2 separate regions of the Gossypium hirsutum genome follow, and region 2 is linked to region 1. Evidence: chromatin contacts called from public Hi-C data. All regions are on one chromosome and are shown on one strand. Each heading gives the region's core, a stretch centred on a gene start, on an enhancer-like site or on the middle of the called end of the contact. The rest is flanking DNA. Distances are from core to core; before and after follow the strand shown.

Region 1 (4,146 bases), core at 1,171-3,670:
GTAAATACAGAAAGATCATATATACTATGCAATAATGCCACAATTATCAATTATTTAAAGCGCGGGACAACATTAACATGGAAATTAATTAAGGTCAATGCATGATGTACTAACCAAATGTATTTTCCCCACTGTATGTAACATACAGAAATCCATCTTCATCCTTCTTTTCATCATAGATGGTTGACATAATTGCTCCTGCAAATTTATATCAATTTGTAAAAAGAAAAAAATATGACAGCGTAGCATTTAACATTGAATAGAAAAAAGAAGATGAAAAAATGTCTCAGAACCCCCTATGCTTTTATTATACTAAAACTTTTATCCCTTGATTTGTGCCCTTAATATTTAAATAAAATATCGCCTTGAGTTAAAGGCTTGTTTTAGGTATACATCAAATGTTAATATCTTATTTAGGTAATAAATCTGAGGGGGTTACTTAAATAAAATTATAAAACTTAAAGAGTTCTTTTTATATTTTTTTAAGCCAAGAAAGAACTAGCATAGGAAAATACCAGTTGGAGGGAGGACATTGTCCACAAATAAGAAGATAGCCTTTTCAGCACTCAATTTGATTCTTTTTCGGATCACATAGACAAACTGACCCACTGTCAAGTCAGCTGGTACTAAGTATCTGTAAATTATATAATCAATGTCACCACCAGTGCCTAATAAATTAATAATATGGTGATGTTGAGCACTAGGCATGAAATTGTTGCTTACTTCTTCTTGTCAATGTTAGGGATGTCGTTTCCTTTAGTCTTCTCCACAATCACCTAAAAAGCATATGAGCAAATATCAATAGAAGAAAGATTGGGGTCAGAAAGCATAAGCTTTTCTTTTGCATCATGCGAGGAGATGGACCAAACATGCATAAACCAATTCAAGCAGCCTCCATTTAACCTTATATGCTTTTAATATAAAGATTAGTAATTCATTCCAGGATTAAGACATTGAGCGCCCTAAACTTTCAACTGCTCAAGTTTCATGCTTTTATTGTTCCTCCTTAAAGGGCCTTTTTCTCCTCCTCAGCAGGGAGGCATAGAGTATCTGAAGGGAATTTAATCTTTATTGACATTTTAAATTATTCAATGCCTCATAATTAGCTGTTCTAATTTAGCCATGCCCTAAATAGCAAAAGTTTTCCTTTTCACCAGCTTAAAACAGGCACAGGTTTTCCCGAAACAAAAAGTTGTTACATGATATCGTTCTATTCATTCAATAATGTCTAGAAAGTAACGACAATCCAACCTATACAAATATTCAACTATTGCTTGAAATCCTCAAGCCAATTCTCACGAACATACATTAAAAACAAAGCAAATGACTGATATTAACGCAACATATATTACTATGCTGCAAGCACAACACAATAAGTATCACATGATGTTAATAGATGCATGCCTTAACAACATGGTCCAATAGCAAACAAAGGGACTGCAATCCTGTCTACACAGTAATGACAGTATTGCCAATTCATCTGTCAAATAATTGCTTAAAATCCTTGAGCCATATCCCAAGAACATACATCAAACAAAGCATATAACTGACATTGACACAATACGTATCATTACCGTTATGCTGCAAGCACAAAATCGTAGGTAGCCAAGGTGCACACACGCCTTAACAACACAGTGGAATATTACACTACAAAGTCAAGGAAATACAAGCCAGACTAGTCCTACCCCTAAAGTTGGTATATGGAAATTGTCATTTGATCTAAAATATGGAACATAAACTGATACCTAACAGAAATTCTCAACAAAATTTAAAAGTTAAAAACATATGGCACTGCATAAACCAAGGAAAAACAAGCGATAGAACAATCAAAATTAATATTTTAACATCAGAAAAAATTTAAAAATAATAAAACAGATATAGTTAATGATTGATTCTTACTGGAATTCTATCTGGGTATTTTACCCTAATTCTTGCAGCCTCAGCGCACCTTTTCTCTAAACATCAAGAAGCCATAAATTAACAAAGCCAACCAAAAATTAGCTAAATCAATAACAAAAACTAATACTAATACACAAATATCAGTAAATACCAAAGTCATGCTCGATCTTGAAGCTACTTTTAGCCATTGTGCTGAGTACCTCTGCACAATAAGCAAATACACAATTTCAACAAATAGACATGAAAAAGAAAAAAGAAATTTTTTCAAAAAACCTAGAACTTAAATTCAAAATCGAGACAACAAAATTTTAAAATCTCAACATACGAACATACGAACCGTTATTCGATTTTGAGGAATCCAAATGCAAAAAATAAAAAATAATAATAATCTTTTTTTCAAATTTTCTTTTCAGCTGAATGAAAAATAAAATCGATAAATCAAGAGACTTAGAAGTAAACAACAAGAACACGAAAACTAAGAGACTGAATTAAAGAGATCCAGACTTGCTAAGCTATTATTGTCTTTAAATATTAAAAATAAATATGAATAAATAAAAGTGAAAAGACGATAATAGGTTTGGGCCTTCTGGCTTCTCCTGCGGTTCGTTTTATGTGATTAGACTCGGGTCGGGCCTTGTGAGTCGGGTCTTCAGCGAGGACTTCAATGATTACGGTTGCAAATGATAAGTTTGAAAAAATTTTAATCGTCCATGTTTATATTTTTTTTTGTTAATTTAGTTTTTATTTTTTTAACAAAATCGAACTCTTGAATTCTCAAAAAATAGTCAAATTCTTTTAATAAAAATGATGACTAAAATATTAAATTATAACATCAGCCACACACATAGCAGTTTATGTACATATCATGCTAACATAACATCATTTGTCAACAAATAATTCAAAAATTATAAAATTAAAAATATAAAAAATTCAAAAAAAACAATATGGAGTACACCTGAATGATCATGTAAGTTGCCGTGTTTAAAATTTTAACATTTTAGTTAGTATTATAAAAAAAGTCATTTTGATTTCTTTTTAAAAGTTTAATTGTTAAATTTAACTTTTTTTAAAAAGGTTAGAATCAAATTTAACTAAAAAAAAGCTAAATTAATAAAATATGAATTAATAACATTTTTTTTTCTTAAATTGAAAAAGCTAACATTTAAATAAGTATTAATTTTGAACGGTAATTATTTTTTAAAAATTGAAATATTTAAATATTTGTATTTAATTTATTACAATCTATCCTTAACTTATAACATCAAATTCAACCAAAGATGATTGCTTGACTTTAGGAATTTGATATATATTTTTGAAAACGATATTTATATTAAAAAAAAGTTATATATATAAACTAGTTCAATGGCGCATCAACTTATGGGTGAAAAAAAATTATATAAATAATAATTATATAAATAATAAATTTATAATAAATTTACTTTAAGATATTAATTGAATGGTTAAATTAAAAGTTTAAATATGTTTAAATTATATTATAGTATTATTTTATTAAAAAGCATAAAAAGATAAAAAAAATATCATTATATTAATATTTGTTACTTCATAATTAAGCATAATGATTATTTAATCCTCCAATTTTATAAAAAAAATTATTTTAGTCATTCATTTAATTTTTTGTCTATTTTAAACTTTGAACGCACGGCTTTTTAGCTGCAAGACTTCTTGCACAATTTATGCTTGTGATTTTTTTTATCAAATCACCTTAAAATGAATGAAAATGTTGACAAATATTAACTTTGCTAACGTAGACATAAACATAGATAGCTACATGAATCCCACATAAGTAATTAATTAATTTTTAATAATTTTAATTTTTTTAAAAAACTATATAATACAGATTTTTTTTATTTTTTAAAAAAATTTAAATAATTTTAATAAATTTCTATTTTTTAGAATTTTTTAAGATTTTTTAAAAATTTAATTAATTGTTAATGTGATATTCACGTGACAATCTACATATATGTTCACATTAGTAAAGTTTAATATAGCTAAAATAAAACCCCATGTGATGGTCTGATGGTCAAGGGTGTTCACTGCCTTAAGTATGGCCTGAATTTAAGTCACACTAGTCGTGTTTGTTATTTAGACTTGCCCTGTTAATGTAATTCATCAAAAAAACTAAAATAATTTTTTTTATAAATTTAAATGACTAAATAAATCATTATCCCTGAATATATTTTAATAATTTTCGATACAATAGTTTAATATATCTATAGATATATGGAA
Region 2 (4,146 bases), core at 811-3,310, 310 kb before region 1:
GCTCTTCAAGATTCGACACAATCTCTCCATGTCTAAATCCACTGTCACCACAATCCGTGTTTGAATCTAGTTCACAAGGAGATTCATACCATTTAGGGTTTTCTTGGTAGAAACTATCAACCTGAAGGCCAACAAGACCTACATCTGTCACTATGCCATCATCGTGTCTCATGGGCTTGGTTAGTTTAGTATCTTCACAGACAAGAATGCTCTTCTCGTCGAAATCGGCACATTTCAACCACTTATCTGTCTTACAAGGCTCGCTTATCAGATCCTTTGGACTCCTACAATCTGTCCGCATTTGGTCCCAAGGAACAACATCACCAAGCGTCCTTCCAAAACTGTCTTCATCGTCTTCAATCAATTCTGCATCCTTGCCATCAACGTATATCTGATCATGGTGATCACTCCAGTGAGCTAAATCATTCTCCCCTACCAACAGGTCATCTGAATGAGGCTTGTCAGAAAGCAACTCCATCGACTTTGGACCCTCTTCACCCAAACTTCTAACTTTATTCAAAACATCAAACAGCTCCCTAGATACTGAACCTAACAACTGATGGGGAATCTTGTCAATCCTCCCCTCTAACAACCCAATTTCCGCTCTCAACTCCTGCACCTGCCGCAAAATAGCAAGATGCAACTCTTCATCTTCCTTCCCCATCAATCCAAAACCCTCACTATCCAAATCCTCACTCACTCCATAAACAATATCTTGATCCATGAAAAACCCTCCCTTATGTCCGACAACACGATGCATAATCCTTGCATTCCCATCCAGTGGCCCAGGCTCATGTCCAGAATGCACTGCATACAACTTAAACACTGCCATCCCTTCCTCTTGATAGACAAAAGTCTTATCCTTCTCATTGTAATTGGCAATTGGCACTATTGCCCTAATCCTAAATCCACAACCGCACCTCTTAGAGGCATAAGGTTCCCTCTTCAAGATTCTTGACTTCTTTCCTGTAGGCTCCCCTGCTCGATGACAAGCATAATCTTTCACCTCGGCCATAAAAGGCTTATACCTAATATATTTCTGTCTAATACAGAGCACAACCTTGTACTTCGCAGCCAATTGCTGCAATCTATGAGGCACCTCCTTTGCAGGCACGTCAAAGGACTCGGTGTACTCAAATCGTCTTCGTTTACTACTCCTGGAAGCAGACCCGGAGGATGCATTGCAAACGGGGCAAGCTGCAACACAAACCCTAATGTAACTCTCTGGAATTCCATAGAACTTAGCACCTACAGTCCACACTTGTTTAATCCTCTCAATTGTTTCCTTCAGACCTAAGTGTTTCAAATCAGCGTCGCTGTGGAAACTCATAACGATTTCTTGCCATTGATTAATATGTGAAACGAATTGACTAGAATTGTTCTTGAAGCAAATGAATTCATTACCGGAATCGTGATCCACGTGCGCGGTGAGCTTGTCTTGGATCCGCTTCCAAGCGGTGAGGTAAGCGGTGTCCTCGTTGCGGTCCTTCCACACGGCCCGCCACGATTTGAGGACGGAACGCGGCGTAGCAGCTCGGATCTCAGCGGGAGTGGCCAAGCGATGCTCGCGGATGCAGCGGATCATGAGGGAATGGGAGTCGGCGTTGAAAGTGTAGAACTGAGAGGAAATGTGATGCTCAGGGCTAATGTTGTGGTAGCCGAGGGGCTGAGAAGAGATTTGACGGGAATCGGCGGGGACGTCGTCGTTGTCGGAGGAGGAATGGGCGGGGGAAGAAGGACGGAAGAGTAGGACTTGGGGGGAAGAAATGGAGGGCTGAGATTGAGAAGGAAGGATGATGTGAGGGTGGTGGGGAGGAAGTGGGGAGAGATCAGGGTGGTGGTGGTGAAAGAGATCGGGTTCGGTTTTGCGGGGATTCATGGGGTGGAGATGAGATGATGGGAGCAGTAGGTTCGTGTTTTTCTTCACTCCCTCCCTATCTATCTCACATTTTCGGTACTCAACTGTCTCTCTATCTAATACCCCTTAAAACGGAAAACTTTTTAAATTTTAAATAAAAAATATAATCTTTTTGCCTTTACTCTCTTGGAGACCATGTTTGTCGTCCACTCCACAACCCATTTAATTTAAAGTAAATAAATAAAAAAATAAATTATCAAAATAATCATTTTTATTTATCTTAAATTATATTTTAATAATTTATATTTGAATTTTTTACTAATAAAATAGTATATATTAAAATTAAATCACCAAAAACTAGATTCAAATTCAAATTGCGTATAGAATCTAGCATATGATAATTGGAAAAAAGACTTCTCATGGATACCTCGTATTATATTTCAATCAACTTTACTTGTCAAATTAAATGTTCATAAATATATTTGTTATTATTTATCCTGTATTTTTTCGTTTTATTTTCCTCTATTAAAGTAATGAATTAAACAGGGGAGAACTCCCGTATTCAAAATCAAATGAGGCTCTCTTCAAAATTTAAATCTTTAGCTTTAGGACGCCAACTCTTGATCGACGGGAAACTTATAAATTTTAATCATTTTAAAAATTATATTTTTTTAGTACATCTTTGCTCCCTCTAACAAAATTTATGCCTTTGTCTTTGATTTTAAAATTATATTAAGGTGTTATAAAATTAAATTATATTTGACTTCAAGTAGTATTAAGTATTCTAAACGCATATTTAATTCAATTATATCTATTAAATTTATTTAGTTTTTTTATTAATATTAATTAAATAAAAGGAAACTTTAATTCATCTCAAACTTAATATATATAATTTAATTAAAATTAAGTTATTTAATATGTATTTACAAAAAAATAATTAAAAAAGAAAAAGAGAGGCAAAAAGAAGATATAATTATCATTTATGGCCTTTTTTTTAAGAAATAAACTTAAATACATGTTATATCAGACTATGATATCATTTATAACTTAATTTAATAATTAAAAACAATTTTATAACTACTTAAATTTTTATTAGCCTTTTATAACAAAAATAAATAAAATAAGTAATTAATAAAGGATTAATTCATCTTTTTTATATGTCAAAAAAGACTGATAGGATGGATGAATCAAAAGTGGAAATAATTTTGGAGTTAAATTAGAACACCAAAGACTAGTCATGCAACATACCATCCATGAAAGACTATTTTCGTCTAACAGACGGAAGATAAAATTCAACTGCAATGCATATTTTAAAGTATCCAAATGCAAGGAAATAGTTGCAGTAAAAGCATCAGACACATTGTAAGAGTCATTCCATCAATTTCAAGTACTCACACAGCTATAAGAGGTGGTAACCCATTTTGGAGAATGGAGATTAATCAATCTTTCCTAAGTTCCATGTATTCCCGGCGGATACCAGCTGCATTTATGATAACAAGTTCGAGTTTGTCTCCCTGTCAAACATCCATGAAAAACTTTTTAAAAAGAAGTGCTAGAGGAGAGAAAGTTGTTATTACTGAGTAACTAGAATGTAGAAAATATGAGAATGAAATTTCATGCCCCAGATCATTATGATATCTAGAAAAAGCCAAGACTAGAACAACAAAAAAGGGAGATGTTACTTGAATTCAGGTATGAGTGTTGAAAATGGGTATTGTCTAAGTTTTTTTTTCCTTTTCATGTATCAAAAGGATCTTTGGAGGATCATGTCATGTTTACTCAACTTCGAGTGCAAGTATTGAGTACGGGTATGTATTCCACATGAATATGTTAGTTTTTCTACTTTTTACATATATTTGAAGGGCCCTTTGAGATCATACCCCCATAGCCCCAAGGTAAAAACTGTATTAGACATGGGTACTTCAAGAAAAATGAAATAAGAATGGAATGCTTTTGTGATTCTCTATAAATCAAACATTCTTTAAGCCCAAATCATATGACAAAAAAAAAGCCAAAATTTAATGCACCTTTATCAAAAATCAACAAAAGGTATTCTTAAGAGGGATCTAACTGAAATCTTCTAAGCACACGAAAGGAAGCAATAGAAGGGAACAGAATAAATTAAAAGCAGACTTGGTTTGGCTTTTGAGACAGTAGTAATCAATACTGTGGCCTCAACTCGTTATTTGGACTCAGGTATGAGTGTCAGATGCAAGTATGTATCCCACATTGGATGTTCAATATTTCTATCTTTTTCCATGTGTTTGGAAGGTCACATCCCATACCCA

Evidence for each region. Hi-C and Micro-C count contacts between places; a contact is called where the count stands out from the background.
Region 2: a contact with region 1 is called in a Hi-C map of leaf, with 2.0 times the contacts expected there. The contact joins the promoter of LOC107930509 here to the promoter of LOC107926116 in region 1. A contact is called at or near these places in 7 of 34 Hi-C or Micro-C datasets (callus, hypocotyl and leaf).

The regions. Positions count from the first base shown.
Region 1 is chrA08:3,762,695-3,766,840 of Gossypium_hirsutum_v2.1, reverse strand. It overlaps LOC107926116 (autophagy-related protein 8f), which reads right to left and starts at 2,420. Exons shown (of 6, transcript XM_016856919.2): 1 at 2,237-2,420; 2 at 2,051-2,101; 3 at 1,900-1,955; 4 at 724-776; 5 at 516-634; 6 at 1-198. The coding sequence starts at 2,087. The coding sequence ends at 110.
Region 2 is chrA08:4,072,909-4,077,054 of Gossypium_hirsutum_v2.1, reverse strand. It overlaps LOC107930509, which reads right to left and starts at 2,060. Exons shown (of 1, transcript XM_016862178.2): 1 at 1-2,060. The coding sequence starts at 1,879. LOC107930449 (proteasome subunit beta type-1) reads right to left here. Exons shown (of 7, transcript XM_016862121.2): 7 at 3,145-3,372. The coding sequence ends at 3,298.